Linked DNA regions of Mus musculus: region 2 is linked to region 1. A link is a contact called in public Hi-C data. All regions are on one chromosome and are shown on one strand. Each heading gives the region's core, a stretch centred on a gene start, on an enhancer-like site or on the middle of the called end of the contact. The rest is flanking DNA. Distances are from core to core; before and after follow the strand shown. Region 1 has its middle 76 kb from the start of 1700061I17Rik. Region 2 has its middle 47 kb from the start of Plppr4.

Region 1 (2,857 bases), core at 74-2,573:
ATGGATATCATATACTCCATGCAAGCAACATCTTTGTTGATTCTGCTTATTAGTTTCTTCCCAAGAGCAAATCTAGTATCTGACATACAAGTTGTCTTCGGTAAATAGTCGTCATTCCGTTTGAATGGCGTATATCATAAAATCCTGTACAGTCTCTGGGTAAAACACAGATAATCACCATTACACGGGTTTAAAGGCCTAAAACAAAAGTTATCCCATTTCTGCCTGAGCCATTCAGTATTGTGTGCTTATGACCACCCTTTTCCGACCACTCCTAAACCAAGCCACAGACATTGCACTAAGTTCACACAGTGACTACAATTATTTTGTTAGTAACTATAAAAAGTGATCTATATTTCCCCATTGTAGTGTGTTTATGCTCAGTCATTCTGCAATGCTTAGTTTCCTGAAACTGGATTTGCAATAACTATTATGTGTATTTGCCACAAGGTGGCAGAGACAGATAAACATTCCATTCGGCTGGTCTATTTTGAAGATATTTGACAAAACAGTTTTTTTTTCCCTCCAGTTTCCCTTTTCATTTGCTATTCAATTTAAAGTACTCCATGTAGGCCCCCTTCCTGCAGAGTATGTCTTTCAAAGCACAGGCAGTTTGCATAAAATTGAAGCACGAAATGATTTGTCATTTCAGTACATTAGGTAATTTTACTGTGCCAACAATGACACAAGCCTGCAGTACATTGCTCACTGGAAGCATCATAGCATCATAGCTTCATTCCACTTTTGCCCTATTCTCACTTCCCCTCTGTCCACACACACATGTGTCCACACACATGCATGCTGGCTGAGAGAAAAGGAGCCATTTAGAGGGCAGAACCATTTAGGGAATATTAGGGGATTAATGTTACAAAAAAAATGACAACTGACTTTTCATAGAATACATTTCTGCAAAGTGGGCATACCTAATATTTTCCTGTCTGTTGTGAATTAAACATATTCACCTTCACCCCGAGTGAGAGAAACACATGGTGTCTATTTTAGCCTTGTCCTTATAAGTAGTTTGGCTGGAATTTATGTTAGTGATCTAAATATTTGACTGACCCCGTGTTATTCATTATTTTACTATTTTCTTCTCTGTAACTGAAGAAAAAGCCCATTAAATTTAGAGTTGAATTTTAAAAATGTTAAGCTTAGAGATAATGATAATGAGATGACTTATGTGTGAACAGATGCTTTAGTTAGTGAGAAGTTTAGAAGAAAAAGTTATTTTTAGAAAAGAATTAGCAGCAGGGAGCATGAGTGGAGTTGCTGATTGTGGTCAGGATCCCTGAAAAGGACCAGAGATGAATCATCTGCCATGGATGTTGGACATTCAAGATACTGCATAGTCTCCACCCAAATTTCTATTGCTCATTTTTTTCCTGATATCTTCTCCCAGCCTATATTCTGTTTCCCTATTTCCTCTTGCTTTTATACATCTCTATGTCTTTGCCCTTGCTTGTTTTGTAACTCTGGGGTAATTCCTCCTTCTGACATTTCCATTTGTTTCCAGGAGGTGTAAATAAGTGGGCATAGCTGACATTCTCCCCTGTCTTAAACTTATGGAAGGTACTATTAATAGATTTTATGATTAACTTCATTCCCAAAAATATCTAGTCTTGATGTCCTCACCCGAAATATCTGTAAGATCTCAAATCCCAATGCCAATTAATTACAGCTGGTGTATGAGATGTTTTGCATTTTGGTAACTAAGCCCAATTGGTAGCTGAAGTAAGACTAGAATTGAGCAGCTTTGGAGAATGTAGTTTTTATTTGAATATGTATGAATATAACTATATATACATACATATAGTTAGATATACATAACTATATATTAAATATATATAACTATATACATACATTATACATGTATATATAACTATATATGACATATATAACTATATATAGCTAACTATATATAGTTACATGTGACATATATAGTTATTATATACATAATATACATTGTATTCCTGTAATAGAATATAGGGGAAAAGAAAGACATCTTGTCTAAATGTGGCTGTACAAGGAAAGTCATTTAGTCTGAGGGTAAGAAAATGATATAACTTGAAACATCATATGATCTTATCACATACTTATACAACATATATATATAACTAAAGCTGAATTGGAATATTAATCTGTAAGCACCATGGGAGAGATATGTTTGTTTCTCACTGTACCCCAACATTCAGTCAAGGGGCCAAGATGTGACAGGTTCTCTGTAATGGTGTCTGACAATGAATAATGGCCAGTTGCAAATATTACATTTCATGCCATAGCATTTCTCCATCACATGAGATAGACTTGAACTATAAGTTGGTTACTGTTCTGCACGAAGGGTCCCAGAGAATTGAAATGGGAAGTTACCCTTGAATAACAACTTCGTATAAGGCATCAACGCAAAGACACAAGCAGCAGGACATGGAGAAATCTATAAGGGGATTTTCTGCTCTGTTTTGCTTCAAAGCATTGAAGAATCCTGTAACTCAAAGAAAAATGGAAAATGTTACCATGTGTCGATTTACATGCTCAGGTCTGTAAGTCACAGGTCAATTCCTCTTTGCAGTGGAATCCTAAGCTAAACATAGGAGACTAAGAAGTCCCATTCTCCTGGCCACAGAAACCGCGAGTAATTTAAAGCCTTAAAACTTTAATTAATTCTATCACAATATGATAGCAGTATGAGGATGGGGGGTGGAGGTTTGAGGATGGGAATTCAAGGTCATCCTCTATCTTGAATATATAGCAAGTCCAAGACAGCGCGGGCTACATGAGGCCCTGCCCAGAAAGAGACAGAGTAAGATGGCATGAGTCAGAGGGAGTGCGAGCAAGGCATGAGTGTGAGTAAGAAAGGGAG
Region 2 (2,992 bases), core at 11-2,510, 160 kb after region 1:
TCTGGGAGGGGATGGTAGTAGGAACTTTTCCTCAGCAGCTGTGGTGGGTGTGGGATGTTGCTATGACTACGAGCGAAAAACAAATTTGGGCATAGAAGTCAGATCAAGAAGTCTACTTCAAAAGTATGAAATCTGAGATAATTATAGGTATTTAAGCATAGATAGAAACCAACAAGGCAGTTGTATTATTGAGCCTAGGCATCCAGGGAGAGGAGAGGACTAGAGATTTGAAAATCACATAAATGAGGCCGAAGAGATGGCTCAGAGGTCCAGAGCACTTGATTCTATTTCAGAAGACCCTAATTTGGTTCCCATTGCCCACATGGCATCTCACAACTGTCTGTAACTTCAGTTCAATAAGATCCCACACCGTGTTCTGACCTCCACAGTCACCAGACATATGCATATCACACACACATACATTCAGGCATGCACTCACACATATAAAAAAAGAATAAATAAATGTAATTTTTTTCTTTAAAACACGTGTAATGATGGGATTTGGGAGGTGATTCAGTCAATAAAGTCACACATGCACATATGTCACAGATGCACACACACATACACACACACACACACACACACACACACACACACACACACAATGTTAAGTGGAGAATGCTTTTGCCTGTAATTCAAAGACTGGAGAGATAGAGACAGTAGGATCCCTGGGGCTTACGCTTACTAGACAGACAGTCTAACTGAATCAGTAGCCTTCAGGTTAACAAGAAACTCTGTCTCTTTAAAAGTGTGGTGGAAAGTACTTCGGAGGACAGTGGACATCAACTTACGTATTCTCTACCCATACATGCATAAACACTATACATGCATGTCCACCTGTGTGAACACACACCCGTAAATCCATGTGTACACATATATGTGATGTACACACATCTACACACAATAATCCTCACAAAAACAAACTTTAACACTTCGGTTGTATATAATGAAAGCCATGCGACATTGAAAAGGTTTCAGCCATAGTTTTCCATTCCAGTCTCATAACTACCCTAACTACAAGAATTCTGAGCCAAGCCAGACTGGTCTAGTATTTAAGAAATATTAAATGTCAGGACCACCCAATAGACACCCGAAGTATTGAGAAACCAGTAGGTTCTTTCGGCACTTGGCTGTCTAATTTTGAGGGTGAAGAATAGTCTTGGTGGCTTAATTTCAACAGGGTTTCTGAGCCTTCTAGGTCTGGTGTTATACACAGTGGGATGCGAAGGTTTTGTTTACTTCCACTCACCTCCTCCATGAAGCTCACTGTGGAGGTGGGAACATTTGAACAAACAACTGAAGCTAAATCATTAGCACTGTAAGAACACAGCCTGTTCCAAGAACCGATTTATACCATGTAAACACTGTTTTAAAATATACTTCAGATGAGAAAAAAAAAAGAGAGAAAATACAAATAGTTCAAATTCAGCTTCAGGGTTGGAAATGTGATTTTGAAAGGGCTGGAACTAGACAAGCCTTTCTTCTTTTTGAATCTTTATTTTAAATTTATGAGTGTGTGTGTGTGTGTGTGTGTGTGTGTGTGTGTGTGTGTGTGTGTGTGTATGTGATCGTTCTCATGGAGAACAAGAGATGGTGTCAAATTCGCTGGAGCTAGAGTTACAGATGGTCATGAGCCACTTGTTGTAGATGTTGGAAACTGAACACAGGTCCTATGCAAGAGCAGCAAGTGCTCTCAGCCACTGAGGCATCTCTCTCATCTAGCAATCTGTTTCTGTGTTTTAATTTCTCTTTCTTCTACAGATAAAATGATATCATTTACTTATTTTAGTGATGTCTTTATTCACAGTGTTCAACTCAATTATTCTTCTACCTGTTGAAAACCTGTGGCGGGAGAAGCCGCTCCTAAGGACTTCAGTGTGTGATCAAAATTAAATGCTTCTTTCATCAAAATGGTTCATGCTATAAATTATATGATCAAGAAAATACACTGATTTTGTCCAACAGAGATTTGCTAGCATTCTCAAAAAAAGAGATGGTGGATAAGTTCTTTTTAGAAGAAATGTGTTGGTTCTTGTGTTCAAAGATTCAGTCACCCTGATATAGCTGTCTCCTGTGAGGCTATGCCAGTACCTGGCAAATACAGAAGTGGATGCTCACAGTCAGCTATAGGATGGAACACATGGACCCCAATGGAGGAGCTAGAGAAAGTACCCAAGGAGCTGAAGGGGTCTGCAACCCTATAGGTGAAACAACAATATGAACTAACCAGTACCCCCAGAGCTCGTATCTCTAGTTGCATATATAGCAGAAGATGGCCTAGTCGGCCATCAGTGGAAAGAGAGGCCCTTTGGTCTTGCAAACTTTATATGCCCCAGTACAGGGGAACACCAGGGCCAAGAAGTGGGAGGGGGTGCGTAGGGGAGCAGGTTGGGGGGAGGGTATAGGGAACTTTTTGGATAGCCTTTGAAATGTAAATAAAGAAAACATCTAATAAAAAAAAACTCAAAAAAAAAAACCCCATAAAATAGAGTTAAACATGGGGTGGAATTGGGAGAAATAAGGAGATGGGTTGGAATGAATATGATTAAAATACATTGTAAGAATGATCAAACAATTAAGAAAATATTACTTAAAATTCTTTAAAAGAAAGATTCAGTCAAAACAAAGGAAAAAATTCATTGCCCAATGGGTTGAAGTGAGATAATGACCAGAGGGAGACTAAGAAGTGATCAAAAACCATGTCTCTGTCCTCAATGTCCCCATGATACATGACAGTTGTGTAGGTAAATACATTTCTTCCCACATATTCTATCTTCTCACGTGTGCAACATTCATAATTGTAATGGTTGTTCTAAGAATTAAGGATTTCTCAGATCTTAGCAGCTGAGATGGAGAGGTAGCCTTTAAGAGTGAAGATGACTTAAACAGTCCCCAGGACCATTCCTATTGTTCACCTCTTTAGGGAAGACATAGAATTTTACTTCAAGCCAGGCTTCCCAGCTAGAAAACACAGCCATTCACTTTCTTTGCA

What was found. Hi-C and Micro-C count contacts between places; a contact is called where the count stands out from the background.
Region 2: a contact with region 1 is called in a Hi-C map of cortical neurons, with 3 times the contacts expected there. The contact joins two enhancer-like sites. A contact is called at or near these places in 8 of 484 Hi-C or Micro-C datasets (Sertoli cells, cerebellar granule neurons, cerebral cortex and 4 more).

The regions. Positions count from the first base shown.
Region 1 is chr3:117,152,673-117,155,529 of GRCm38.p6, forward strand. No RefSeq gene overlaps it. Among named protein-coding and RNA genes, the nearest start is that of 1700061I17Rik, 76 kb to the left of the region's middle. Within about 2 kb of position 1,324, at least 28 of the 459 cell types and tissues checked have an H3K27ac peak or open chromatin away from gene starts, as enhancers often do. A contact at or near this core is called in cortical neurons, where this site is marked.
Region 2 is chr3:117,312,276-117,315,267 of GRCm38.p6, forward strand. No RefSeq gene overlaps it. Among named protein-coding and RNA genes, the nearest start is that of Plppr4, 47 kb to the right of the region's middle. Within about 2 kb of position 1,261, at least 10 of the 459 cell types and tissues checked have an H3K27ac peak or open chromatin away from gene starts, as enhancers often do. A contact at or near this core is called in cortical neurons, where this site is marked.